5 separate regions of the Mus musculus genome follow, and all the other regions are linked to region 2. Evidence: chromatin contacts called from public HiChIP or PLAC-seq and promoter capture Hi-C data. All regions are on one chromosome and are shown on one strand. The core of a region is the stretch at or near the end of the contact, and the rest is flanking DNA. Distances in the headings are between cores, read along the strand shown.

The links. Promoter capture Hi-C pulls out the DNA fragments that hold promoters and counts their contacts. HiChIP or PLAC-seq counts read pairs in DNA pulled down with a chosen protein or histone mark.
Region 1: a contact with region 2 is called in a promoter capture Hi-C map of liver, with 2.4 times the contacts expected there. The contact joins the promoter of Pdgfa here to the promoter of Iqce in region 2.
Region 3: a promoter capture Hi-C map of second pharyngeal arch cranial neural crest shows a contact between it and region 2. The contact joins the enhancer-like site here to the promoter of Iqce in region 2. A contact is called at or near these places in 16 of 39 promoter capture datasets (the 3T3-L1 cell line, 3T3-L1-derived adipocytes, the C10 cell line and 9 more), 1 of 484 Hi-C or Micro-C datasets (embryonic stem cells), 10 of 115 datasets of contacts at active chromatin or transcription factors (the NIH/3T3 cell line, T-cell acute lymphoblastic leukemia, craniofacial prominence and 7 more) and 4 of 9 other capture datasets (adipose tissue, embryonic stem cells, liver and 1 more).
Region 4: a contact with region 2 is called in a promoter capture Hi-C map of pre-B cells, with 2.1 times the contacts expected there. The contact joins the promoter of Cox19 here to the promoter of Iqce in region 2. A contact is called at or near these places in 2 of 39 promoter capture datasets (hippocampal neurons and pre-B cells).
Region 5: a contact with region 2 is called in an H3K4me3 HiChIP or PLAC-seq map of embryonic forebrain, with 5 times the contacts expected there. The contact joins the promoter of Mmd2 here to the promoter of Iqce in region 2. A contact is called at or near these places in 5 of 39 promoter capture datasets (3T3-L1-derived adipocytes, cranial neural crest, embryonic stem cells and 2 more) and 3 of 115 datasets of contacts at active chromatin or transcription factors (astrocytes, embryonic forebrain and large pre-B cells).

The regions. Positions count from the first base shown.
Region 1 is chr5:138,991,287-138,996,683 of GRCm38.p6, reverse strand. Pdgfa (platelet derived growth factor, alpha) reads left to right here and starts at 1,740. Exons shown (of 6, transcript NM_008808.4): 1 at 1,740-1,975; 2 at 3,300-3,396. The coding sequence starts at 1,913.
Region 2 is chr5:140,699,773-140,705,745 of GRCm38.p6, reverse strand. Iqce (IQ motif containing E) reads left to right here and starts at 3,368. Exons shown (of 23, transcript NM_028833.3): 1 at 3,368-3,564. The coding sequence starts at 3,529. Brat1 (BRCA1-associated ATM activator 1) reads right to left here and starts at 735. Exons shown (of 14, transcript NM_181066.3): 1 at 671-735.
Region 3 is chr5:142,379,014-142,384,780 of GRCm38.p6, reverse strand. Gm31127 (a long non-coding RNA gene) reads left to right here. Exons shown (of 4, transcript XR_377178.3): 3 at 3,174-3,233; 4 at 4,494-5,091. Among named protein-coding and RNA genes, the nearest start is that of Gm31127, 6.3 kb to the left of the region's middle. Within about 2 kb of position 4,085, at least 71 of the 459 cell types and tissues checked have an H3K27ac peak or open chromatin away from gene starts, as enhancers often do. A contact at or near this core is called in the HPC-7 cell line, the NIH/3T3 cell line, craniofacial prominence and 2 more, where this site is marked.
Region 4 is chr5:139,343,771-139,349,276 of GRCm38.p6, reverse strand. It overlaps Cox19 (cytochrome c oxidase assembly protein 19), which reads left to right and starts at 4,111. Exons shown (of 3, transcript NM_197980.1): 1 at 4,111-4,205. The coding sequence starts at 4,124.
Region 5 is chr5:142,607,307-142,612,653 of GRCm38.p6, reverse strand. It overlaps Mmd2 (monocyte to macrophage differentiation-associated 2), which reads left to right and starts at 3,902. Exons shown (of 7, transcript NM_175217.6): 1 at 3,902-4,096. The coding sequence starts at 4,047.

The DNA of each region.
Region 1 (5,397 bases), core at 491-2,990, 1.7 Mb after region 2:
CTAGGAGGCTAACTTTGGGATTTGAAAGGTCCACAATCCTCTAACCCGAGTTAAGGAGCTGACAGGACTGGCCTTGCCGTCGGGTCACATCCCACCAGGAATCCATCTCTCTCAATGGGAGAACCGTCCAGCCCTGATCAGACTTCTGTCCGCATGTGCCTTCCCCGCCACCCGTCTGTACTGTGCCTTGGCCGGAGGTGGCGCTCTGCGCTGCCTTGGATCCCAAGGTAGAACCCAGGAGTTCCTCACCAGCCGCTTCTTTTCTATCTTTCCTTCTATCCCTCCAGCTCCCCATTCAGGGTTCGGCTAGGCCTTCGGCCAGGGGCTAAGGATCTGGAGGGTGCAGGGTGTCAAGGTGGCGATGAGGCAGGAGGCAGCCTCCTCCCCGACCCTAGCCTCGCTTCCACCTCCACACAAGAGTGCAAGTTCCTCAATCAGGTGTCCCAGGCTTTGGCTCTGGGGCGCGGGCGCGTGGCAGCCGTCAGGTGAGTGCCCTAGACGCGCCCCTAAACCCGCCCCGCCTCTCCGCAAAGACTCACTCCCCCTCCTTTTATGGAGAGGGGAAGGCTGGAGCACTGGATCCTTACAGTGGGAAGCGGCCCGAGCGCCGGGCGGGGGCCAAGCCGACTCTCATGCCCTTTTTGGCGCAGCAGCTCTGGGCGCTGCCCTTTACTGCCGCTGGGGCCCGAGAGAGAGGCGAGCCAGAGACGGCCGTGCTTCTGCAGCGGCCTCCTCCCCTCCCCGCCCGGTGCCGCAGGATTGCAGCTGGCACTGAAGGGTGGGCAAGCTCGAGGGAGGGGCGCTCCGGGAGCCCGGGCGCCTGTGGGCTCCGAGCCGCGGGCGCCGAGCTTGGATGGATGTAGCTGCCTGCGTGAGCGCGTGTGTGGCCACTGCAGTGGCGGTGGCGGCCGGGCCCGATCTGGCCCGCGAGACCCCTGAGCGCTTCCGAGGTGCGGGTCCCGGGCCCGGAATCCGGGGGAGGCGGGGGGCGGGGGAGGGGGAGGGGCGCGGTGGCGGCGCTATAACCCCCTCCCTGTCGCCGGCCGGCTCCACACGCGCGTCCTGCGGAGCCCGCTCAACTCCTGGAGCCCGGCCTGCCTGCGCCTTCTTCTCCACCTCCTCCTCTGGTCTTCCCGCGGCTGCTGCTGCGGCGGCAGCGGCGCCAGCTCGGCCCTCCGCCCGCCCTCCGGCCCGCGCGGGCGGCGTAGCGAGGCCCCGGGCGGGTAGGCTGCTGCCAGGCGGCGCGGCCGCGGGAGCTGCCCGGCCCCGGCGGGCGGAGGGCGGAGCGCCGCGCCGTAGCCGAGGGCGCGCCGCGGAGGGGCGCACGCAGGCCGCCGGGCCGCGCCGTGCTGGGCCGCGCCGTGCCCGGCCCGGGGCGGCAGCGGCGAGAGGAAGGCCCGGGGACAGGCTCTCCGGACTGCCCGGAGCCCTCAGGGAGAGGCGAGGCGGTAGCTGGTACCGGGCCGAGAGTCCAGACAGGTGATCGGTGGTGCGGCGGGAGCTGCAGCCACGCTCCGCGGTCCCCTCCCGGGGCTGACGGCAGCAAATATGCGGATTTACCGGCCGGGTCGCTCCTAAAGCCAGCGACGGGGAGCGAGCGCGGCGGCGGCCAGCACGGGGAACGCACCAAGGAAGAAGCCCAGCCCCCGCCCTCCGCCCCTTCCGTCCCCACCCCCTACCCGGCGGCCCAGGAGGCTCCCGGAGCGACTCTGTTCCTCCTCCTCCTCCTCGCTGGCTTTGCACTCGCTGCTCGCGCCGAGCGCGCTCCGCAGGCTCCCTGCTCTCCGCGCCACCCTCCTCCGGGCCGCGCTCCCTGAGGGATGGTACTGAATTTCGCCGCCACAGGAGCCCGGCTGGAGCGCCCGCCCCGCGGCCTCGCCTCCCTGCCGAGCTTCCAGCGCCTCGGGACGCGATGAGGACCTGGGCTTGCCTGCTGCTCCTCGGCTGCGGATACCTCGCCCATGCCCTGGCCGAGGTGGGTGCCACCCCCGCGCCTCTGTCCCCTCTCGGCTCCCTCGGCGCACGCCCCTCTCGGCTACCTGTTTCAAGCTCTGCAAAGAGCATTTTGGTTTTGTCAGGGTGGTGTAATTTTTTTTTTAATCCCAACTGGGTTCTATTTTCTGCCATGCCCAAGTGTGTCTGGTGAGTTTCCAGCGCGTTGCGTCGCTCCGCCTTGGAGGGGGACGGGGGAGCCGCGAGGTGAACCCGTGGGTAGAAACTTCGGGGGGCTGTGGGTGCCTTTCCAGAAGGGGCAGCCCAAACGCAGCGGACAATGCAGTAACGGGGTGCGGGAAGCGGGAAAGGGGGTGTGTGTAAACTGACCGTGCTCTGGGAGGGGACTAGGGCGGGCAGTAAGCAGGTAGAGGAGGGTGCGGCCGTAGCCTGGGACTGGGAAGGGTGGGCAGCGCCCAGCCGCAGTCCCCAGTTCTCGGTCCCCAAACCCAGTCCGACGCAGGGCTGGAGCAGTCTCCGCCCGCCCAGGCCTGCTTACAGGTGGCTGAACGAGGCAGCTGGGGCCGGGCCAGGCGCCCGCGCCCTCCCACCGCCACCCTCCCCCCCACCCCCATTCCCCGGGAGCTTTGCCGTGATGAATGACTTTCCACAGCCCCTGTCGTGGGAACTTCGTGGTTGAGTCCTCCAGCGACCCTGACTCCCTTTTAAAAACCGGGACGGAGAGTGGGGGAGGCTGAACGGTGGGGGTGGTCTGGGCAGGGACCGGAGAGGCGCGAGGTGGATATTTAACCCCTTGCGTTCCCTGCAGCCTCTCTAAGCCCCGATGGATTTGGGCGTCCTAGTCGGCGCTAGGGCCGTGACTGGGCCTGAGCCGGGTGGGGCGACCCGGCGCGCGTGCTTGTAGGGGGTGGGGTGGGGGGAGAGGGAAGACCCTCTCCCCTGCGGGCTCAGCTCAGGATTCCCGGAGTGAAATTGAACCCTTCGGCTAGATTAAAGTGTTGAGGCTGCTGTGACTCCAGTCGTGGATGCGTGACGCATTTCGACCCTCTCTGTTTCTACATGTGGATTTAGCTATTAAACCAGAAACTCTTCGGGCCCCTGGCTGCCCCCAGACACCCTGGGGAGGCCAGAGCGCGGGTGATTTTTGTCTGAACATGTCAAGGCATTGTTGGGGTATTTTTATCAAGGTCAGACAGATAGGAACAGTGTGGAGGATTTAGGGGGTCCCATCTAGCCCCAGCCGATCCTCTGGCTCTAGGGCCTAACGAGGGTCCGGCCGGGCTGTGTGGCCCCTGGGGCTGGGCTGGAACCCTTGGGCGCGTCCTGACGGTGTGGTCTGCTTGCAGGAAGCCGAGATACCCCGGGAGTTGATCGAGCGGCTGGCTCGAAGTCAGATCCACAGCATCCGGGACCTCCAGCGACTCTTGGAGATAGACTCCGTAGGTAAATCGCGCCCCTGCCCTGCCCTGGCTGAGAGGAGGGCGCGGGCGGCGGGGCGGGCCGGCTGCGCGAGGAACCGTACCCTGCGCGCTCCGCCGGGCCGGGCGCTGCGCAGGAGCGCACCGAAAGGTCAGACTCCACTCGCCGGCCATAAACGCCCAGGCGTATGAGTCAGGCGTTTCTCTTGTAGTTGCCACTTTCTCTCCCAGCGGCAGCGGAGGGTTGCTTCGCTCACCCAGGGGTTGTTTTAAGTGAAACGCAGCGGGTGTGTCACTGAAAGTTCAGTTTTAGAGTGTGCCGAAAACTGCCAGGTATGCGGGTCAACAGCTGCTTCTGGCCCGGGAGCGCGGGAGCCGGCCCGGAGGGAGCGTGGCTGTGGCTAGTCTTCTCCTGGCCAGGGCCCCCAGAGTGCTTGAGGAGCTGGTCGGTCCGGGCCTTTTGTAAACTCCACTCCCTGGTGCCTTGATCGCCTGGGGCTGGGTCCCATAGGTGGGCGCAGGAGGCCGATGTTTTTTTCTCCACACCATCCTGTAAAAAGGCGCGCCTAGTACACGGACGCTTGGGGCTATTTTGGGGGCTTCCCGCCTCGGGCCAGAGCCAAGCCACTGTAGAAAACAATTTGTAAATGTAGGGTTGTATTAGACTCGGATGACAAGGGCTAAAATAAATGGGCGCGATGGGGATGGGAGAGGCAGCCTCTGTGCGGGGAGGACGTGGTCTCCTCCTGTCTTTTGTGATAACCTTTTCAAAATGAACACTTAGCCTGTTTTTTTGTTTTTGTTTTTGACACACTGGGATAAAATTTACCAGCTTAAAAAGAAATAAAAAGGCCCCAGTGAGTTTGTCAGGAGGAACTAAAGGGCTAAAGTGAAGAATTCCAAGTGACGATTTTCCCCCTCCTTGAAAACTTTTCAGAGAGGGCCGAGTGGTGAGAGAATTAAGTAAAATCACATGGTCTAGCCATTTGGAAATTTGTACCTAATTATGGTGGTGGAGAGGCCTGAACTGTTTTTGTTGCATGCCAAAAGCATTTTTTAACCAGGCGGCCCCGTTTCAGTAGTTTCTTGACCCAGGAAATCCTTGGCCTGATCCTTATCAGGAATGGCAGGCCTAGGGTTTCACTTGGATATCAAGAGCTGGGTCAGGGGGTTTGATCTGATCCCTTTTTGAGTAGGCCTGGGTGGGGGACTTGGCTTGGGTCACTTGGGGAAATACTCCCAGAGTTTTTGCTGGTCCCCAAAGGCGGACTGCTTTCCTGCCCTGCTTAGCCTAGGGCTGGGCCTCCTGCTGTCTGTATGTTGGGGGAAATGGGCCATTCACTTGCAGCGGGGACCATTCTTATGCTGTTCCCTGCAGCCACGCCTCCCCCACCCCCCACCATTAATGCTTTTAGCACCAAGCTTCTGTTAAGGTTAAGCCGGTGTGCCCAATGAGGGGGCTGGAGGCCTCCTCCTTGGGAGGGTCCAAAGAGAAAAAGCTGTCCAGGGCCCCTGGAGGTTTCAAATTGCTTCTGAAAGAATGGTGTGTGTGTGTGTGTGTGTGTGTGTGTGTGTGTGTGTAGGACATCTCCACCCTCATTCTACCTATCAGACATTTGGGAATCTCCCTTGGAAACTTCTGGAAGCCAAGTGTGCCTGTGGACTTCTGCTATCCTCCTAGCTTCCTAGTCTTGAAGACAGAGCTGGAGGACCCATCATGACACCAACCCAAAGTGGGGTCTTCCTTGCTGGGCTATCCCCCTGCTCTGATGTGGAAACTATCTGGAAACTAGTCTTGGCTGGTTGGCTCTCATTCACCTTCTGTCTCTTCTTGAAGTGAGGGGCCCTGCGGCTCTGGCTGCCAGAGGAGGCTGCAGAAGGCTGTGGTAGTCAGTTTTAGAGTCAGCTGGAAAGGCATCCTCACTGGGACATCCCTCAGGATGGCCTCTCCAGGTGAAATCTTGCTGTCTCTATATCTAGGTTGCAGGGAGCAGAGAAAGGCTTAGGGGTGTCCCAGCCAACTCCT
Region 2 (5,973 bases), core at 2,119-4,618:
CTCTGCCTCCCAAGTGCTGGGATTAAAGGCAAGCCACCACTGCCCTGTGGACCAGAACTCTTAAGTCCACAAAGATGCTAAGCTCAGTCCAGGGGAACCTGGACAAGAGGATTGAGCCCTAGAAGCTGCTCTGTGGGTGAGGACAGGTTAGTCAGAGCCACAAGGCCTTTGCTGTCAAAGCCTGTTAACTTGGGGGTTTGGTGTTATGGGGTGGGGGTGTAGCTGTCTATTAACCTAGCTGCGAGAACAGTCAGGGGATCAGCCAGGTGCGCAGGAGACTGTTCACCCAGGCACCTGATCCCTAAATCCGTTCCCAACGGTCAAGAGAAACCTGGATGAGACAATCCTCCAAGCCACGGAGGAGTGCGCAGGAAGGTGGGTGTCACAGCCCAAGTCGATAGAGGCTGCAAGTGACAACCCCGCGGCCTCCAACTAAGTGTCTCTTCAAGACAGAAATATGCATCTTGGAGGGCAATGATTTTTGTGCTGTCTGGACCCTGACATGCATCGTCCGTACCTCCCAAATCCGGGTAAGAGGTGCGCTCTCGGCGACTGCGAGTTAGCCTAGGGGTTCTAATCCCGCCCCCGCATCCCTCCGCTACGGGAATTAGGCCCGAGAGTGCAAAATGCACCATTAGACTGCCTGGCCGAAGCTCGAACTCCGCCTTACCAGGATCTCCACCCCGGCCTGCGTGCGCCTCGCCCGCTGAGGTTCCGGTGTCTAAGGCAGGCCCCGCCTTCCCCTCCGCAAATTCCGCTTTACGCTGGCCGAGGCCCCGCCCTCCCCAGGTCCTGCCCCATCTCAGAGTTCGCTTCACGCAACGCGAGCCTGGCCCAACAGCACAGGCCCCGCCCCGCCGCGGGAATTGGCTCCACCTCGCCAGCTTCAAGTCTCACTCCGCCTTCAACGAGGCCCCACCCCTCAGACACCGCCCCTGACGGAAGTTCCTCTCCACGTTGCTATAGGCTCCGCCCCTCAGTGTTGCTCGGGTTTCCGTCTCCACAGGCCCCGCCCTAAGTCTGTACCACGTGACGGACATGGGGAGGGGTGTAAAGAGCGGGGTTGACGCGCTTGGAGACCAGTGATGACCCTGCCGTTCCGATCACCCCTAAGGTTCAAACCCTGTAAACGCGCTCCAGCTGTGTGCAGTTTGGCATTTTCACACTGTATCAATCTCTCGGAATTATCACGTCCCCGCCAGGGCGTTCTATGGTACGTGCCCACGCAGGCAGTGGGCGGAGCGTCCCCAGGCGGGCTCGGTGTGGGCGTGGCTTTCCGCTGGGAGGCAAGGCCTCGCTGGCCTCAGGCCACGTGTCTAGGCTTTTTTTTTTTTCCTTTGGTTTTTCGAGACAGGGTTTCTCTGTACAGCCCTGGCTGTCCTGGAACTCACTTTGTAGACCAGGCTGGCCTCGAACTCAGAAATCCGCCTGCCTCTGCCTCCGGAGTGCTGGGATTAAAGGCGTGCACCACCACACCCGCCTTGTGTCTAGGCTTTTAAGGTCTCCGAATTTTACTGGGTCTTCTAGCCCTTGCTTTCAGCTTTAGCGTTAGGTGTGGGCAGCAGCAGGTGAGTCAGCACAGCCGGTGCTGAAACCCTCGGTTCCCACAGCGGGTAGCGCTAAACTCCGGGGTCTAGAGTGTCAGGACCCTCCAGTCACCAAAGCCTGTATTTCTGTAGCTCTTCACAGCCCCAGTCCTCTATCCCCGCTTGCCTTCTGTCTGCCATCCATTGTTACCAACTCTTCACAACTTCAGCCTGCTCTTCTAATAAAGATTAAAAGTAGGCCATCGGGAACTAGAGAGATGGGTCAGTGGTAAAGAATACCTTTTACTCTTCCAGAGGAACAGAGTTTGGTTCCCAGCCCCGAGGTCTCACACACACACATACACACACACACACACACACACAATCTCTTTTAGGGCATGGTTCCCGAATGCCTAGAGATAGAGTAAGATAATGCTCATCTGCCCTGGAAATCAGACCTGTGAGCTTGGTTGTCTCTATCTTGGTAATGGGAGACCCCAGCATGTTGGGCTTCTGCAGAAAATATCACTGCAGGCTGGAGAGATGGCTCAGCTGTTGAGAGCACTGACTGCTCTTCCTAGAAGTCCTGAGTTCAATTCCCAGCAACCACATGGTGGCTCACAGCCATCTGTAACGGATTCTGGTGTATCTGAAGACAGCTACTGTGTAGTCATACACATTAAATAAATAAACAGGGTTTCACTGTGTAGCTCTGACTGTCCTGGAACTCTATAGACCAGGCTAGCCTCAAACTCAGAAATCTGCCTGCCTCTGCCTCTGCCTCTGCCTCCCAAGTGTTAGGATTAAAGGCATGTTCCACCACTGCCAGGCTAATAAATAAAATCTTAAAAAAAACAAAACCAAAAAACTACTCTGCGTTTACATACTGAGTCTGGGCTGTTATTCTTTGGCAAATCATGGGTCCTTAGACAAGCAAGAAAAAAAAAACCTCCCAGGAGAATCCTTGTATTAAGCTTAATGTTGCAAAGCCACCCAGTTGCAGAGAGCTGTTTACTCAAAAAAATGAATGTGTGCTGGGGAATAGTCCCTTTGCAAGCCTAAGAACAGGAGTCGCCAGAATCCATAAAGGAGATGGGATGGGGGCGGAAGGGGACAAAATAAAAGGAGGGCATAGCGATACACATTTGTAACCCCAGCATTGATGAGGCAGACAGGATCACGCGCGCGCGTGCGCGCGCGTGTACACACACACACACACACACAGAGGCAAATGACATACTGTTTTCATCTATCACTGGCCTGCTGGGCCACCAGGGAAGTGCTCCCTATCTGGCCTGGGTTGGAAAGCCACGGAATCCTGGAGAGTTCAGAGAGGCTTGTGATAGCAAACCGTCAGCTGAGGGTTTAAAGCAGTTGGTGCTGGCCCATGGGCAGTCTTATCCTCATGGCGCCAGACCCCAGGTCTAACAACTAGGGAGTCAGTCACCTTGGCCCCCAACATCTCAGTTTCTTTACAGAAAAAAAACAAACATGTAAATAGGCTGATGTCCCCAATCTCAAATCTTGCGTATCGTTAAGGATGGTGCTTTATGCTCTCTTTTCAACTCAACATGGCGACCCTCGGAACCTCTGCCCACTGGACTACATAGTTGCAGCCAGTGTTTGCCGAAATCCAACCCGGGCTCCTGAAGTTGGATCTGAGAGCATGGCTTCCAGGTAGAAAGTTAGTATTGCCTGCGGGAAGCCAATTAATTCACGCATCCCACGAAACAAAACAAAACAAAACAACAACCAAAAAAAAAAAAAAAAAGCCCACAAGACCACAAGAACGGATTGCGCCGTGCAACCCCGGGAGAGTGCTTGGTAGGCCCCTTGCTCGCGCACACTTTGCGCGTGCACAAGATTCGTCGGGCTCCGGAGGAAGGACCACATCCGGGGCTCTGTGGCCGCGGCACGGTTGCCATGGTACCAGGGCGGCTGGCAGGCCTCCCAAGCCGAGGGCAGAGCTCGCAGGACCCGGAGGCCGCGCAGCGCTGCCGCTATGAGCCTGGGCACCACAGATATAGCCTCGGAGACGGTAAGGAGCCTTGGGGCGGAGGGAGGAAGGGCGCACGGTGGCAGCCAGCTCCGGCAGGCCGATTATTACCGCACAAGAGCCATCTCCGGGCGTCGGCCGCCACCGTGCCCGCGCCCCAGCAGCCTCTAGCTCCCGCCTGCGCTCGCGGAGGCCACTACTTCCAGGAAGCCCCCGGGACTGCGCCCCTCCCGCACGCGCTGCGGGTCTGAGGCTGCAGCCGGCCGACGATAAGCTCCTCTCGTAAGTGTTGCTGTAGGCTGTGGTCTCGCGACTCCCCGGAGCGATCCAGGGCAAGGGGGAAGTCCTGTCCCCAGCCTCCCCCAAGGCTAGTTTTGCACGGGTCCGGGAGTCATCTCTGGAAGAGGTGTGCCTCTCTCACTCTCTGCGTGTCGGTATCAAGTGAACTTTGTACATTCCGGGGGGCGGTGGGAGAGGGGCGGTGGCTATAGGACAGGGCAATAGGCTGATGTAGGGAGCAGCTTGGTACAGGTTTAGAGCCAGTAGGAGCATTAAATGTAAAGGCCGCAAGGCCGGGGAAAGTAGCACACCGGAAAGCAAGCTTTTGGAGTTGAGATTTAGAAGGGCACTGAGGGAGGTAGGCAGGGACCTGGCCATGGTGAAATATGACTTTCAAGGGTCCAGGGGACGCCTGTGAGAGCCTCCACAACAGACTGAACGACTAAGCCTTAGGTCAGCAGAGAGCAGCTGGGATTCCCTACTTGTTCCTGCACTCGAAGCTTTCCAAGATTTGCCTAGTTTTGGAGGTCGCTCTCTCAACACTGCCTTCAGTAGCTGCCCCCAGTAACTGCTCCCTCATCTCTGTTTTTTGGGTGCTACTGGGGACTGAAACCCTCATGCCAGACTAGAGCGCTACAGATAAACCTCCCCAGCTGGGTCACTGGGGGATTCTAGGCAAGCACTTAATTTCTGACTACCACTGAGCGCCCCCCACCCGCACCCCTCACCGGGCTCGCTCGCAGAACTGCATCTCCAGACCTTTAAGAAGTTAAAACCATCCCCACTAAGGGTGGGACTTGGTGGGGGAAGACTTCGAACCGGATGTAAAGTAAATGAATAAATTAATGAAATTTCTTGTGTTGAGATTACAAAGATAGTTCATGACTCTTTCAATACATATGGCAAGTTACCATAACCTAGCCATCCACAGAAATCCAATTAATATAAATTGTGTTTCTCATATGCATCTCCTCCCATACATTTTTAAAAAAGAGATCATATTTCTACAGTTGTATAACTCTTACCATTAATTTTGTTGCTAGCATTTTCGGTATTTTTTTTTAAACGCTCTTTGTATGTAGCCCAGGTTGGCCTCAAATTCAGCCTCCTCCTGCCTCAGCTTGCCAGATCCTAGGATTACAGGCTTGCACCTCCAGGAGGTTGGTGTTCCAAAATGTAACCAAGGACTGGGGAGACTGGGCTCAGTGGATAAAATGCTTGCCTGCACTCCCGAACCCACATCCAAGACCCATGGGTATGGCTGCTGCCTGTAATTCCAAATGCTCAGGAGTTGAAGACAGGGGAACTCCCTGGGCAAGCTGGCTAGCTAGACTAGCTACAACTGGGTTTAGCAAGAGAGCCTAGGTCACAGTGGAAAGGCGTGAAAGCAGTCACAGGGTCTGTTTCAGACCTCCCTCCACAAGCATGCACACACAGACGCACATACACAAATAGGCAGCCAGATAGAGCTCCATTCCGAGCAGTTCACAATTGCTTAGAAGTCCACCTCCAGGGTATCCCGCAACCTCTTCTGGCACCTGGCACCTGCATACATGCACACATGTACACACACACACACACACACACACACACACACACACAAATAGAGTTTACATATCTTTAAATAGAAAGCATGACATTAAAAGGTGTGTATGCAAAACTTCTGCCAGAAGATGGGCAGAGTCTCATCATTCTTTGAATAGTAGCAGAGTACCCCCGGGGGTGCTGAAACAGCGGGGGTTAAGGGGGGATGGCTTGCTTCTCTTGACTTGAGAACTCTTACTAAAGGCACACTGTTGGCCTGAGAACCCACCACACCCCTGTGGGTATGTGAGTATGGACACCCCTACCCTCACCCCCCACCCCCGGTCAGGCACTCCTCTTCCTGTGTGTGTTCGTGAATGGAGGGCAGAGGAATGTCATGTGACATGTTAGGCTGGCTGGTCAGTGAGCCCTAGAGAGTCACCTTTGTCCCCCGCCAGCACTGGATCTGGATCGAATCCAGGTCCTCTTACGGACTAGAAATCCCCTTCCTCCCACCTCCTCCTCTCTGACCATCACGGTACACGGTTGTCGCAGGATGGAGATGTCCCAAGCTTCCCTTGTGCTGGTCCACTGGGGTGTGTTGCCACAGCTCGGACAGGCAGTGTGCTTCTGGGACTGCTGTACCTG
Region 3 (5,767 bases), core at 2,836-5,335, 1.7 Mb before region 2:
AGCATCTGCTGCTATAAAGAAGGTTTCTGGAAACTTACTCAGACCTAGGCACACATCAAAATAAAACAAAATACAAGCAGGTTTAGTAAAAGGAAATTGGATAATTTGTAAACAGTCACCAAAAACACTGGGATTAATCTGTGGAGAAAAATCAGCACAAAAGGTAAGTTCCCGAGTCTCCAGACAAGTCCAGCTGTTATTCTGAGCACAAAGACAGGGAAACCCTCCAGGACCACATTCCTTGTCCCTAGCAGAAAAACTCTCTGCATGCCAGCATGGGCCTGGAACCCTCACTGCTGGGGAGGTAGACACAGGAGGATCAGGAGTTCAAAGTCATCCTCTGCTACACACTGACTTCCAGACAAGCCTGGGCTACACAGCTGGCTGCCGTGTTAGCAAAAAACCAAGCAGAACTGGATGAAATGAACCCACACCTTCTGGGCGGAGCATTTACCCCACAGGTTATTGATATACAGGTTCCTGTTTCAACATCTTTCTTATCTCCACGGAGTCTTTTATTTCTGTGTAAAGGAAAGGCACTGCTCATCCCATCCCAGGGGTGATGCTGCACATCTGTAATCCCAGCACTTGGAAGATCATAGCTGAAGGATCCAGAGGTCAAAGCCAGGCTAGATACTGAGTAAGTTCCAGGCCAGCCTAGGCTACAAAATAAATTTGAGGCTAGCCCTGGCTTCATAAGAAATACTGGCCCCCCTTCTTTAAAATTCATTTTTTTGGGAGGGGGCTGGAGAGGTGGTTCAGTTTGGTTAGGGGCACTGACTGCTCTTCCAGAGGATACAGGTTCAATTCCCAGCAACCACATGGTAGCTAACAATTGTCTGTAACCTCAAGATCTGACGACCTCACACAGACAGACATGCAGGCAAAACACCAATACATAGAAAATAGAAATAAATAAAGATTCATTTTCTTTCTGTGTGTCTGCACACATGAGCGTGGAGCTCCTAGAAGCCAGAGGAGGATGGGTCTGCTGGAGTAATAGGCAGGCGTGAGCTGCCCCGAATGAGCACTAGGATCCAAACTCAGGTCCTCTGTAAGAGCAGCAAATGCTTTCAGCCACTGAGTTATCTTTCCAGCCTGAAACCCTATTTCAAACAAAACAAAATAAAGCAACCCCCTCCCCAAAGTACCTGAATTCTTTGCTCACTTAAAACATATTATTGACTCAAGTCTACATTTCCCACCAGAAGCTAGATGACTGCAATATTCCGTATGTGCATAGCAATGTATAAAATCTGTGGGGTCTATTAGGCTAAGAGGCCCAGGAGACAGGCATGTTCTCTGCAATCTTGTTAAAGAGCCCCTGGAATATGGACTTGGCTCACAGTGGGTGTCCAGAAAGAATTTGTTGGATATGTGCCTAAGGATGAATTTATAGTTTCTTCATGGGAAATGTAGGATTTCTCCTTTCTTCCTAACCTTTATGTATATTCACTTATATCTCTGTGTGTGTGGTGTGGTGTGGTGTGTGTGAACTGTGGTATGTGTGTCTGTGTGCGTGTGGAGTAGTATATGTATGTGTGGTGTGTGTGTATGTATGTGTGTGGAGTGATATATATATATGTGTGATATGTATTTATATGTGTGTTGTGGTGTGGTATATGGGTGCATGTGTGTGTGGCATGGTGTGTCTGAGTGATATGTATGTGTGTTATGTTTGTGCGCGTGTGTGTGTGTGTGTGTGCATACAAGTTTGGTTCCTAGCACCCACATGGGGTGACTCGCAGCTGCCTAAAGCTCTAGCTTCAGGGACTCCAACGCCCTCTTCTGGCCCGCAGGGGTACCTGCACTCACATAAATACATACACCACCCTGTGTATAATGAAATTGTTTCCATTTTATAAGTGGATGTTTTATCTACATTTAAGTCTATACACGGCATTTGTGAAGTTCTGCAGAGGCCTGAGGAGGGCAAGAGACATCTTGAGAATGGAGCTGCAGACTGTTGTGAGCCACCATGTGGGGGTTGTCCATCCAACTTGTATCCCCAGCAAGAGCAGCCAGTGCTCTTAACCATTGAACCATCTCCCCATTCTCCTAAAATAAATCTTAAAAATAGAGCAGAGCACAGGTCCCTGTTGCTTCTGGTGTTTCAGAGTCTGTTTCAGTCTCTGATCGCGTCTGTTATCTTTCCTCTGGGGCTGAAAGCCGTTGTTCCTGGGAACTTTTCCCATCTGATTGAATCTCTCAGTTAAAAACCTCTTTTTTCAAGCCTGCAAACTAGGTTCCCAAAAACACAACACAACCAAAAGGCTCAGGCTACTTCCAGAAATACACACACACACACACACACACACACAGAGAGAGAGACCCATTTATATGTGAACAAGTCCTACAACATACTAATTGTTTTCAGTACTGGTATCCATAGCACAACTGCTCGACCACTGAGCTACACCCCATTAACTGCGGGATTCCAGGCAGGTGTTCTACCAGTGAGCTATACCCCAGCCCCTCACTGGGGGATTTTAGGCAGGGGCTCTACCACTGAGCCACGCCCCAGTCCCTCATTGGGGGATTCTAGGCAGGGCTCTACCACTGAGCCATACCCCCAACCCCTCACTGGGAGATTTTAGGCAGGGGCTCTACCACTGAGCCACGCCCCAGCTCCTCACTCGGGGGGGGGGGGGGGGGGGGGTTCTAGGCAGGTGCTTTACCACTGAGCACATTTGTTATCTTTTTTATTTTGACACAGGGTCTCACTAAATTATGTAGCCTGATCTTGAGACTGCTCTATGGCCCAGTCAGGTCTTGAACTTGTGATCAATCCTCCTGCCTCAGCATCCTGCGACTCTGGGATCAAAGGTCTGTGACCATAGAACTTTGTGTTTTCTTGCTTTGTGATGCACACAGAGGATCACAGAGATCTATCTTTGGGGTAAATTTGCTCATGTGCTGGCATGTGTGTGGGGTGTGTGCAAGGCAGACTGTGGGGCCAGACACCTAGGGTTCCAGCGGTTCCCCTTCCCACACGACAATATATAAGTTACTCCATGTTTCTGCATACCCCAGATTCTCAATTTCATGTAGTCTCTCAGAGTAATGATGTCATGTGACTATGAAGCTTAAGAATTCCCACTGTGTGTATAAGCAAGTTCACAATAATCACATTATTTATTCATTCAAAACTGAAATAACTGTTCTTCTACTAGGTACTACTCTCCAGGAATGGCAGCTTATACCACCACTTGCGAAGCTGAGAAAGGAGAATTGTGAGTTTAAGATCATTGTTGAATAACAGCAAATTTGAAGCCAGCCTGGGCTACACAGAAAGAGCCTATGTCAAAACAGCAACAACAGCAATAATAATGGTCAAATGTGGTTATTCAGCATTAATTTCAAATTTTATTTAATCTAAAACCATAACCAAAACTTACATTTGAGAAAACTGGGAGGGTCACCTGGTAGCGAAGTGGGTTAAAGGAGCTTGCCACCAAACCAGACAGCTTGAGTTTGAAGGAGAGAACCGATTGCCACAAGTTGTCCTCAGACTTATGTGTCCCTGGGTATGAGTGCTCCCACCACTAAACAAAAGAAATTTTAAAAATACAATAAACATTTAAAATAAATTAAACATAAAAAGAGCAGGACCCAAGGGAGGGAGTGCTCAATGAGAAAACTTCAGAACTGTGAACTTCAGAAAAGAAAGCTTTAAAGACAGTGGGGAGATAAAGTTAGGAGCTAACGGGTTCTGTGCTGAGGGTAGCAACATCTTTCCTTTTGTATTTTAAAGACAGGGTCTTACCATGTAGCCCAGGCTGGCCTTGAACTTGAAACTTCAGCTCCCTCCCCCGCCCCAAGTTTTGGGATTACAGATGTGCACCACCACCCATCTAGAACTATCACCCCATTTTTGAGCAAGCAGAAAGCCCACAGAGTTGCCCACTTCTGGGAAGAAGTGTGTCACCTCGGGAAGGAAGTGGTGTCTGAGATGGCCTGCCCCCCCCCCCCGCCCCCCAGCCTGGCTTTTGGCCATTTAGAAACAGCATAGCTGTGTTAAACACACAGAGTGCTGGGATAATTGGAAACAGATGAGGTGCAGCCTGCTTCTTTTGACTGTTGCTTGCGAAATGCAGCCTGTAACAGCCATGTGGTGTGGGGAAGCTGTGCTAGGCAGGCGGGTTTGCCAAGGATGTCTTGTACCTATGGGCCACACTTTTTTTTCCTGCTCTGCGAAGCCTAGTATGCTCCAAGGGAGAGGGAGAACAAGCTGTCTACGAGTCTCCTAAGGTTTAATGTAAGATTTCATCTATATGATGTCATTTTACATCCCTTTTTGGGCGGTGTGGGGGTATAAGCACACAAGTGTGTACATGGGCATAGACTGAGACCTTGTCTGGGAACAGGGAACTCAGTTGAGAAAATGCCTCCATTAATTGGCCTGTAGGCAAGCCTGTTTTTTTTTTTTTTTTTTTTCTATTTGAGAGAGTGTCACTCTTTCAAGCTCTGGCTATCATGGAATTCTCTTACAGACCAATCTGGCCAAACTCAGAGACCTGCCCCGCTCCCAAGGTGCTGGGATTCAAGGCGCCCACCATCACACCCTGCTACCATTTTCTCGATTAATGATTGATACAGGATATTATGGCTTGTATATGCTCAGGGAATGACACTATTAGCAGGTGTGGCTTTGTTGGAGTAGGTGTGTCACTGTAGGCGTGGGCTTTAAGACCCTCATCCTGACTGCTTGGAAGTCAGTCTTCTCTTAGTGGCCTTCAGATGAAGATGTAGAACTCTCAGCTCCTCCTGCACCATGCCTGTCTGGATGCTGCCATGTTCCCACCTTGATGATAATGGACTGAACCACTGAACCTATAAGCCAGCCCCAATTAATTAAATGTTGTCCTTTATAAGAGGTGTCTGTTCATGGTGTCTCTTCACAGTAGCAAAATCCTAACTAAGACATGGGAGGTGATGCCACCCCTGTGCAGATGGTCCTGCCATGAGGAACAAGCCATTAAGCGGTGTTCCTCCATGATCCCTGCTTCCGTTCCTGCCTCCAGTTCTTACCCAGATGTCTCTCCATAATGCACTGTAAGCTGTAAGCCAACTAAACGGTTTCCTCTCCAACTTGTTTTTGGTGATGCAGTTTTGTCACAGCAACAGAAAGCAAACTAGGACAGTTAGCAGCAAGTTCGCTCCATTCTTAGTAGCGCAGGAGTATCAGGCACCATGTGGCTTTTCTATGTGGGTGCTGGGGATTCGAACACAAGACCTTATGCTTGTGCAGTAAGTACTTTTACCTACTGAGCCACCTCCCAAGCCTCTTGAGCTCCCTTTAAAATGTAGGTCTCGAACTCAGAATTCTGTGCATCGTAGGCAACCACTAACCAAGCATACTCGCCCAGCTGTAGTTGTCAAAGCAAGAGGTAGTTAACATACAGATTCACTCTGAAATCTCCCTACCCAGCTTTCCCCAACAACACTGTGTAACTGTTTCCTCTGATTGGAATAGAGAAAAGCAGGGGGAGAAGTCTGGAAAACTCACAGGAAACTTGTACAACTCAGGAAGCTCAAGAAACTTACAGAACTCACAAGGCTCCTTCCTGTGGCTAGGTAAGTAGTAAAGAATTATGGGGGAAGAAAAGGTTCTTCCGTGGAGCTGCCTGCAAGTTGCATAGGAGGTTCCAGGTCTGCAGCTTCTGAGTCACCCACGCTGGGGTAGACTTTCCAGTGATACAGCTGCCTTTCCTTCAAGTCTCCCATGCTCCTATGAGGAACTCCAGGAACTCATTGGTTCCCCCAT
Region 4 (5,506 bases), core at 2,862-5,361, 1.4 Mb after region 2:
TTAGGACAGAGGGCATGATATGCCAGCCATACCCACCTTATAACAAGTAGGAGGCAAGGGATGCTGGGAGAACCTGGCAGCCAGGTCTGCTTTGATATGTTAAATAGGTACCTCCATTTAGTTATTTTTCCCCAGGTTTGAGACCTAACACTCTACTATTGAATTGCATCCCCATCCTAAGTGTTTAAAGACAGGGTCTATTTGTGTACCCCAGGTTGACTAAGTTGACCTGATCCCCTCCCCAGAGTGCAGGCTGGCACTGCAGGGGTGCACCATCAGGCCGTGTGTGTGTGTGTGTGTGTGTGTGTGTGTGTGTGTGTGTGCGCGTGTGCGCACACACACTGAGGATTAAATCTTAGCTTTACTAAGCTAAGTCCCCAGCCCTGGGGCTGTTCTCTTTTTTTAAATTTTTATGGAATTTCTCCACACCCAACAAAGGTGTGGCGCCAACTGTCTCCCACGGTTACTCAATCTACTGAGGGTCTGTTCTCATCAGACTTGGTGGGGCCAGACTGAGGGATGCCCCAGGCTATCCCTGCATGCAGAGCTCTGATTGACTGGCTCGGGCTACATCTATCCTTGACCTGGTGTGGAGGTCAATACCCACCAAAGGTGGCCACATAGATGGTCCCTATCATAGGTTCTTTGAGTAATACGATGTTGTCATCTTCTATCAGAAGGGGTCTGTATTTCCCACACTGTATGGATGCTGTTAGCACCCCAGAAGCTAGGGTATTGAGAGATATAGTTCACACCAAGTTTTTTTTTTTTTTTAAGATTTATTATTTATTATATGTAAGTACACTGTAGCTGTCTTCAGACTCTCCAGAAGAGGGAGTCAGATCTCGTAAGGGATGGTTGTGAGCCACCATGTGGTTGCTGGGATTTGAACTCCGGACCTTCGGAAGAGCAGTCGGGTGCTCTTACCTGCTGAGCCATCTCACCAGCCCCTCACACCAAGTTTTGAGGCCCTAGTGCCTTGCTGGGAGGAAGCCTGGGTAGCCTGGAAGAGCCCAGGTGTAGAACACTAACAGTCTAAGGACATAACCATGCTCCCATGGTCAGCCTGAGTGGACTGGAATAGTGGTCATGAGTTCTTTCACACAACCATGAGGGCTTGAGTTTGAATCCCTAACACTCACATAAAAAGCCAGGCATGGCTGTGCATGCCAGCAACCCCATCTAGGAAACAGAAACAAATGGATCTTGAGAGCTTGCTGGCCAACCAGCTTTGCCAAAAATGATGAGCTTCCAATCCAGAGAGTCCCCACCTCAAAGCAATGTGGAAGAAGATGCTTGACGTCCTTCTGTGGTCTCCACATGTGCACACACAGGTGCATCCAGCTACACACACACACACAGGTGCATCCAGCTACACACACACACACAGGTGCATCCAGCTACACACACACAGGTGCATCCAGCTACACACACACACACACACACACACACACACACACAGGTGCATCCAGCTACACACACACACAAACACAGGTGTATCCAGCTACACACACACACTGTGCAGGGTGGTACACACCTTTGATCACAACCCTTGGAAAACCAGTACTTCCAAGGCAGAGGGAGGCAGAACTTAGTGAGTTCAAGGCCAGCCAGAGCTGCACAGTGAGTACCCATCTTAAACCAAAACAAATAACACAAAAGCATTCATACAAGGCAGTAGCCATTTCCGAGGAATGGCAGGTTAAAAGTTGCTTTCATAGCCCAGACACCAGCCCCTGCTGCTTTCTTGGTTCTTTGGGATGCCTGACAGAAGGTCTGCCACCCCAGGGACAGAGATGTCTTCTTATTTTAAGTGGAAAAGGGCTGCTTGCTGAGTCATAAAAGACACCATTGTTCACAGTCCAGAAAGCATTAATGAATAACTCAGTGTATGGCCTCTGGTCCCAGGCATGGGAAAGGTGCAAAAGAGCTGTTTCTATGATATCAACAAAGTACAGCTTTCCTTCTGAAGTCTCTCTATAACTCTCTCTCTCTCTCTCTCTCTCTCTCTCTCTCTCTCTCTCTCTCTCTCTGATGTGCAGATGTGAGATGTGTATACCCCATACACATGTGGAAACCAGAGGAGGACATCAGCTGCCCTGCTCTCTCTCTCCCCTTTATCCCCTTGTGACAGGGTGTTGGCTGAACCTGGAGCCAGGCTGGCAGCCAGCAAGGCACCCCTTACAATGCTGGGATTAGAGGCCCATGCTACCCAGCCTGGCTTTTGGGGGTGGGGGTGGGAGGCTCTAGGGATTTGAACTCAGGTCCTCATGTTGCTATAGTGAGTGTCCTTGCCAGCTGAGTTCATCCCTCCAGGCCCCGTTTTGAGAGGTGATTGGAAGCAGACCTGGAATGGGCTTGCTGGAGGTCTGGCAGGGAGATGGTACTCCTCTGAAGGCAGCCTGTAGATCTGCTAAATCCAGCCTCCCAGACAGGAAGGCAGGATGGGATCCAGTGCCTGTGGAGGAGGGGAGTCCAGCAAGACAGGAGAGACTGAGTAGATCTGCCGGTCAAGCACCTCTCTGCAGCCCCTGGGAATTGTTTCTGCTTCTGCGTCAGTGATGTTGGGATTCATCAAGGGACTGTAGAGGAAGAGCTGGCCCCAAGGAGCTGCTAGGAGCCCACTGAGCCCATTCTGCTCACTGCCAGGGCCTGGTGTAGTGTAGAACATAGCATTCATGTGTGGCTGAGATGGAATGACGGCCAATGTCCTACACTGACAGCAGTGCAGGGTGGCAGGGTGCGAGTGCTCTTCTCTGTCCCCAAGCTGAAAAGCAGGGGTGCTGGGTATGGGTGTTATTGCCATAACAACAGCAAAGAGTCAGTAGAGTGCACCCCACTACCATAGAACAGTCCCCCCCAAATCCACCTGGCACAGTCCCAGCCCCCAGGACCTTTTGAAATAATGTTGTGGCAGATGTAAGCAGCAGAGGTTAAAATTGTTGGGATGAGCTGAGCATGGTGGAGCACAACTTGAATCCCAGCACTTGGGAGGCAGAGGCAGGTGGATCTCTGAGTTCAAGGCCAGCCTGGTTTACAGAGTTCCAGGACAGCCAGAGCTACAGAGAAACCCTGTCTCAAAAGAAAGAGAGAGAGAGAGAGAGAGAGAGAGAGAGAGAGAGAGAGAGAGAGAGAGAGAAAGAGGGAAAGAGGGAAAGAGGGAGAGAGAAAAAGAGAAAGGGAAGAAGGGAGGAAGGAAAGAAAGAAAAAAGAAAATCAGACAGCAAAGAAGGAAGGAAGGAAGGAAGGAAGGAAGGAAGGAAGGAAGGAAGGAAAGAGAATTGATTGTTGGGATGGCCCTACCCCGGTGTGGCAATGTCATAAAAGGAATACTTGGATACAGAAACATGGGAGAATGTTCCCAGAAGTGGAGGCCCCGGAGGGAGATATCTAGCAGCCCAGAATTACCTAAAATTGACAGAACATCTCAGAGGCTGGGAGAGAACCTGGGCTCCCTGGAACAGACAGCAGGGACAGCAGGCCACAAGAGGGCTGATGACCAACACCTTAGGATCAGACTTCTGGTCTCTTGAACCACAGAAGATGCCCTTTGGGGAGATTTTCTTTTGTTTTGTGGGACTGGCTACATAGCCCAGGTTTGCTGAAAACTCAGGCAATCCTTCTGCCTCAGCCCCCTAAGCGCTGTCTACAGGTGTGAGGGACTGCACCCTGCTTTATTTTCTGTTTGTAAAACCCGTTTGTATCACTGTGTCACGGCACTGGCAGTAAGCTAGCCACCCCTCCTTTAGTGTGCTTCTTTCCCTCTGAGTAGATGGGAAACTCAGTCCCTGGAAGACAGATGGGTGGGATGAAGATCCCGGGGCACAGACTGGTGTCCTCGGGCAAATGGCTGCATCTTTCTGTCCTTATTTGCTAATCAGTACCAAAAGATGACTGCCAGGCTTCTTTCTGCTTCTCAGAGGGCTGGAAACCAAGGGCAGATCCTTTCGCAACACGGCAGGGGCGGGGCTAGATAGGTGAGGCGGGGCTTGGTGGGTGGAGCCTGGGTGGACTCGGGGTGGGGCCAGTCGTCCGCTCGACTAGCTCGACGCTTCCTGGACCCGCTCGGTGTTCAGCCATCTGCCCTGCGTCGCCGTCGCTCTCCGCTCTGGATTTCGCCGTGATGTCGACCGCAATGAACTTCGGGACCAAAAGCTTCCAGCCGCGGCCCCCAGACAAAGGCAGCTTCCCGCTGGACCACTTCGGTGAGGCGAGGCGAGGCACAGGCTGATGGCGGCCTGGGATCGGGTGGCAGAGTTAGGAATACTGAATCTGGGTGGCAGCGTCTCGGGTGCTGAGTCTGAGTGGTAGGGAGTGCTGTTTCTCGGTGACAGGATCAGGGGTATTGGAAGTAGGTGGCAGGATCTGGGATACTGGTTCTAGATGGCAGGGTCAGGGGTACTGGGGTACTGGGTTTGGGTGACAGAGTTATGGGTGCAGGATATCTGGGTGGCAGGGTCAGGGGTACTGGATCTGGGTTCAGGGTCTGGGCTGCTGGGTCTGGGTGGCAGAGACTGGAGTGTTGTCTCTTTGCTATAGATGGCAGGTTTGGGGGCACTGGGTTTGGATGGCAGGGCCTGGGGTTGTAGATCTGGGTGGCAGAGCCTAAGGTACTAGATTTGAGTGGCCGGGTCAGAGTTGCTGGATTTAGGTGTAATGTCTGAAGAGTTAGATGTTGGATGTGACAGGGCCTAGGGTGCTGGATCGAAGGTCTGAGAGCCAAAGTGAAGGAGCTGAATATGAGGGACAGTGTGTGGGGTTATAGACCTGGGTGGCATTGTCATGTGTGTTGATGACAGGATGCTAGAAATGGTGGGTGGGGTCTGAGGTACTGGACCCTGGATGCAGAGCAGTTAATATTACAGGTCCTTCCCGGGTAGTGGGGCTGGGCGTGCTCAGAGCACTGTGGGGGTGCAGTCAGAGAAACTGAGTCTTGAGGGCCCCTATTTCAGAGGGCCACATGTCATGGCTCTCCAAGTAAGACTTGGGGCTAATGTGATAGGATGGTGACAGGCCTCCTGGAACGGAGCTTGATGTTAGGCCCCCTGGCGGCAGCTCAGCTCAGCGCAGGACATACCCACCCTCCCCTAGCTCCAGGCTCTGGGTCTGCCGTGAACATTAGGCAAGGAAATATTTTCAAAAAGCTTTTTGATATCTAACACTGGGGCTGAAAGCCCGGGTTTGGCACATGCTAGGCGAGTGTTCACCTCTGAGCCACGCCTCCAGCCTGGAGGATTTCTAGTCACCGTTCTGAAGTCTGCAGTTAACAGGCCTTTTGGGAAACTGGAACATGGGAAAGAAAAAAAACAAACAAACTGGGAGAGAGTTGGAGATTCAGATTACAGAGGCCGAGCTGGTGCCTGGCACGCACAGGAACCTGAGTCCAGTCCTCAGCACTACAATAATTAAAAAAAGAAAAGACTGCCCTGCCTACCACCAGCACATAGGACATCCCCCCCCCCCCCACCTACCACCAGCACACAGACCTCCCCACAAGTCCTACCAC
Region 5 (5,347 bases), core at 2,653-5,152, 1.9 Mb before region 2:
TTGAGAGCTGGGGCAGACATTGCTGGGAGACAGACAGTAGGATTTAATGCATCTGATAGAGAGGCTTGGACCTGTGGGTTAGTGTGCGACGTGGGGCTTAACTCTCTCTGCTTCTATTTGGTTTTTGTCTCCTGGAGGTCAGGGGAAGTTAGTAATGTTTCTACTAATGTATTTGACAGTGAGCTCAGGGTGCAGAGACTGAGATTCAAGCGCAGATAGCCTGTGCCCATGCGCCATATCCTTCAGGAATGTTTTTGGTCCCCCTGAATTCCAGTGTCTTCTACTCATACCATACTATTTTGGTCACATAAGCCTGGCTCACTCTGTTCTGTGTGTGTATCCACCCTTGTCCACATAGGTCAAGATTGGATCTTTTTTTTTTTCTGTTGCTTTCCATCTTTTTTTTAAAAAAGGTTTATTATTTTTATTTTATGCTATGAGTGTTTTCCCTGCATGTACGTATGTGCACTGCAGGCATGTCTAGTGTCCACAGAGGCTGGAAGAGGGAACCAGATCCCCTTAACTGGAGCTAAGGGTGGTTTTTAGCTACCATGTGGGTGCTAGGAACCAAACCTGGGCCCTCTGCAAGAACAGCAGGTGCTCTTAATCATGGCGCTATCTCCAGTCCACGACCTAATTCTTGGGTCAAGGTTTCTCATCCAGTCGGAGCTTCCCAGCTGGGTGAGGCTGGCTGGCCAGAAGTTCCCTAAACCAAATGTCCCTGTGTCTCTAGAACTGGGGTTATAGAGTCATGCCACTGTACCCAGATTATATGTGAGTACTGGGGACTTGAACTCAAGTCCTCCTGCTTGCATGGCAAGAATGTTGTGCATTAAGTTGTCTCACCAACCCCCCCCCCCATGCTGGGTTTCCCCTCCTGCTCCTTCTCCTCCTCCACCACCACCTTCTCCTCTTTCCTCGCCCTCACCCCCCCCCTCCTCTGTTGTCATCTTCTTACTTTGTGGCTCGGGTTACTCTCGAACACAAGATCCTCTTGGTTCAGCCTTCTGAATTCTGGAATTACAGGTTTTAACCACTACATCTAGCTTTGTCAATTTTACCATGAGTTGCAAACAAACATGTGTCCCCAACTCAATTAGGATATATAAATATACATAATATAAATAATAGTCTTCTAGCCATTCCTTCTGCCTCTTTTTCTCTTTCTTTTCTTTTTCTTTTTTATCCCCCCCTCCTCCACCCCAGTTTTAAGACAGGGTTTTTTTGTGTAGCCCTAGTTGATCTTGAACTCATTCTGTAGATCAGGCTGGCTTTGAACTCAGAGCTCTGTCTGTTTCTTCCTCCCAAGTGTTGGGATTAAAGATGTGCACCACCACTACTTGGCCTTCTGCATCATTTTTAAAATTAGTTTTTAAAGTTAGCATAAAGAGTAATTAGTTTAATTGTGACATTTTTGTTAATTTTTTTTCACTCCTATATATTGGGAACTGAATTCAGGGGCTCACACACGCTAAGTAGACTTTCTACTGGTAAGCCACACCCTAGCCTCTCACTGGGGGATTCTAGGCAGGGGCTCTACCACTGAGCCACACCCCCAGCCCCTCACTGGGGGATTCTAGGCAGGGGCTCTACTACTGAGCCACACCCCAGCCCCTCACTGGGGGATTCTAGGGAGGGGCTCTACCACTGAGCCACGGTCCCAGCCCCTCACTAGGGGATTCTAGGCAGTGATCTACTGGGAGTAATATGCCCTGCTCTCTTTTGATTTCTTCATTGAGATAAGATCTTGCTAAATTGTCCTGGCTTTCTTTGTATCCCATGTGGTGGGATGAGCATGTTAGATGTCTTGAATTTCTAAGCCAGCAACTGAGGCTGGTCAGTCTTACATGTAAGCACCCAGGGTCCTCCTTTTTGCCTCTTCCTTCAGCATCTTCATCCTCCCCACCCCTCCCCCAGGTACTGCCACTCCTGCCATGATCTCCTCGCTCTGCACCATCTCCCTGTAGCCCTCTGGCTTTGCCCACGCCCGGCCCAGCAGAGGAAGGCAGAGGTGGACCAGGCAGTCTTCTGTCAGTCTGCTTCTTCTTTCTGCTCCCTTGACCCAGAAGGTGTGGGTGTTCTTTTCTCAGCATTCCAAACAAGAACTAGAGCAAGGCCACTTAGGAGGCCTTGTTCCCAGCCACTTGGGAGGCCGAAGATAGGAGGATCACAAGTTCACTGTCAGCCTGGGCTACAGAGTGGGTTCAAGGCCAGCTTGAGTAAGTTTGCCTGGCTATCTGAAAAAAAAAAAAAAAAAAGTGAAAGGGGACCAGAGATGTAATCTAATCATGGAGTGTCCATCTAGCATGTGCTGGAGCCTGAATTCAACCTGTAGCACTGGGTAAAAATAAGCAAATTGAGACGATCAGGGGGCTATGGACTTAGGAAGGGGGAAGCCATGGTGGAGGAGGAGAGGACTTGTCGTCAATTTGGGGACCCATCTGGTCACCTTGCATACATGGTCAAGAAGCAGAGAGATGCTGGGCCGGGGTGATGCACACCTTTAATCCCAGCATTGAGGCAGAGGTAAGTGGATCTCTGAGTTCAAGGGCAGCCTGGTCTACAGAGTGGTAGCCAGGGCGACCCAGAGAAACCCTATCTCTAAAAACAAAACCGCCACCACCAACAACAAAAAGAATCTAGGAGACAGGAACTCTGGCATTAAGTTCACAATATTTCTTTTATTCAAGGCCAGCCCCCAGCCCAGGATCAAGGTCCAGCTCACATTTAGGGGTGGCCTTCCTTCCCTTACCCAACCAATAAGATCCCTCACAGACATGCCCAGAGGTTGTATCTTTGGTGATTCTAGATCCTGCCAAGTGGAAAGTCAACAATAGTAGCTGTCATGAACACCAAAGACCATCTTGCCCCTGCAGCTCCCTCAAGGGGTGTTCAAAATGTTCAGAGACAGATTGGGTTCCCACGTCCTCCAAAGATGTCACGCCCCCCCCTAAAGCAGAAAGCTGAATCTGGTGGCTGGTGAGCCAGCTCAACAGGTAAAGATGCTTGTCTTCAAGCCGGAAGACCTGAGTTTTGTCCCTAAGTTGTCCATGGTGTAGGAACAAAGCTAACTCCTGCAAGTTGCCTTCTGCCCTCTACACGCATGATAAATACGTAACTGCAGGCGGCTGGAGAGCTTGCTCAGCGGTTGAGTGCTTCCTGTGCATACAGAGGATTGGAGTTCGAATCCCAACACCCGCTTCGGTTGCCTCACAACTGCCCCTAACTCCCGCTCCTGGGGATCCCAGACTTCTTATCTCCACACACTTGCACTCACATATGCACATAGCCCCACCCCCACCCTGCGCACATATACACACATAAATTAAAAATAAATGCTTTAAAATATTAAAATGCAATAAAGTAATAATAAAAAGAAAACTGGAGTTTGAAGACATGAGGATAGACTTGGGGCTGTAGATTCTGAACATGATGGAATGTCCCCATCTTGGTACTGGGATGTGGATGTGAATGGGGATTGGGGCAGGGGGCAGGGGGGAGGGGAGCAGCGGCGAAGGTGGAATGGGAGGGGGTGGAGCAAGATGGTTCCTAGAGACACAGAGTCCTGGATGGTAGGGTGGATTCAGGGCTAAGAGCCTGCAATAAGTAAACTGAGGGTGCCACCTAGTTCGGTCCCCAGGCGTCCCCTGTGGCTTTGCAGTGCTGCCCGGATGGCAAGCCGTAACAGAGGCAGTTCAGTCTAGTCCAAGCTGTCTTCTGCTGGCTAGAACAGCAATGGGGTGGAGGGGACCCGGGGAGAAGCTAGCAGGAGGGAGGGGGCCTCCCAGCCGGGCGATTGGCAGCGTGCGCCCAAGTCCCCCCCATATCCCGCCCCCGCCCCGCCCCCGCCACCATCTGCTCGGGATTTGCGATCCGGGAGACTCCAGGCTCAGGGGCTCGGGGCTCCGGAGGCAACTGATCGGGTCTGTTCAAGGCCCTGGAGCAGCCCGAGGATCTGACACCTTTCCAACCTGCTGCGCCTCCCGAAGCGGCTCCTGGTGTTCCCGCGTCCCAGCCCTGGTCTGGGCGCTGATGGAACCGCGGCGATGTTCACTCTGGCCAGGCTGCTGGATTTCCAGAAAACCAAATATGCAAGGTGAGTAGCGGGTCAGGGGGTGATAGACAGGGGCCAGGACACCAAGATCCTTCTTTCCTTTCCCCACTGTCTGGAGAACTGGGCTCGATGCACAGACCCCGTTGCCTGGGGCTAGAACAACCCAGCTTCTTCATAACGGAGTGGTAATTGTCACCCCGCTTTTGCGCTCAGCGCAGCGGATTCTCCGAGTTTCCTTTTTCCCCTGGGCGAGGTGCTTCTTCGGTCCAAAGCTCAGTTTCCACATTTGCGACCCGGTGAACTCTGAGAGTCTCCACCATTCGGAACCACGGAGGATTATATGAGATGATCCTTAGAAAGCAAATCTAAGGGTGGGGGAACTGCTCCATCCCTGTGGAGCTCTCTGGGGTCCTCCCTGAACCCAGATTTCTTTTCTTTTCTTTCTTTTATTTTATTTATTTATTTTTTGAGTCAGGTCTCACTATAGTAGTCCTGGCTGGCTTGGACCCTCCTTTGTAGACCAAGCTGTCCTTTGACCTCACAGAGCTCTGTCTAGCTCGGGAACACTGGTCCTTCTTTTCCTGTTTTCGAGACAGTCTTGCTACATACCCTAGGCTGGCCTTGATCTCACTATGTAGCCCAGGCTTGTCTTGAACTTAATTCTTCAGCCTTAGCCCCCCTGGATGCTGAAATTAGGGCTGGGACTCACAAGAGTATATTTTAGTTAACATTTTGTATACCTGATTCCCATCTGAACACGTTAGTTGTGAGTTATTTTGCATTGTGTTTTTTTAATACGAAGTTTTCATTATCTGGTGTGCATTTTGATTTGATTTGGTTGTCTTGAACGAGTATCATTATTATTACTATTATTTTTATTGCATGTGGGGTTGTGTACCCCACACATATATGGAGGTCAGACAATGTTGTGGAGTTGAATCTTTCCTTCCCACTATCTATGAATTCCAGAGATTGAACCCTGGTCTCCAGGCTTTTGTGGCAAACTCCGTGACTTGCTGAGCCATCTTGTCATGCCTTTCCTAGTCCTTTTTTTAATTTTATTTTTAAAAAATGTCTCATTCTATAGCCTAGTAGCCCAGGCTTCTCTGAAACACACTATGTGGCCCAGGTCAGCCTTACACGGACAGCAGTCCTTTGGCCTCAGCCTCCTGAAGGCTGGGATTACAAGTGTGGGCTGGTATGCCTGGCTGCTCATGGAGATGTGATTGCCTCTGTGGCGGATGGAGAGATAGGCCTTTGAGAAAAGACCCGGTCGTAGGAGATAGAACTGTT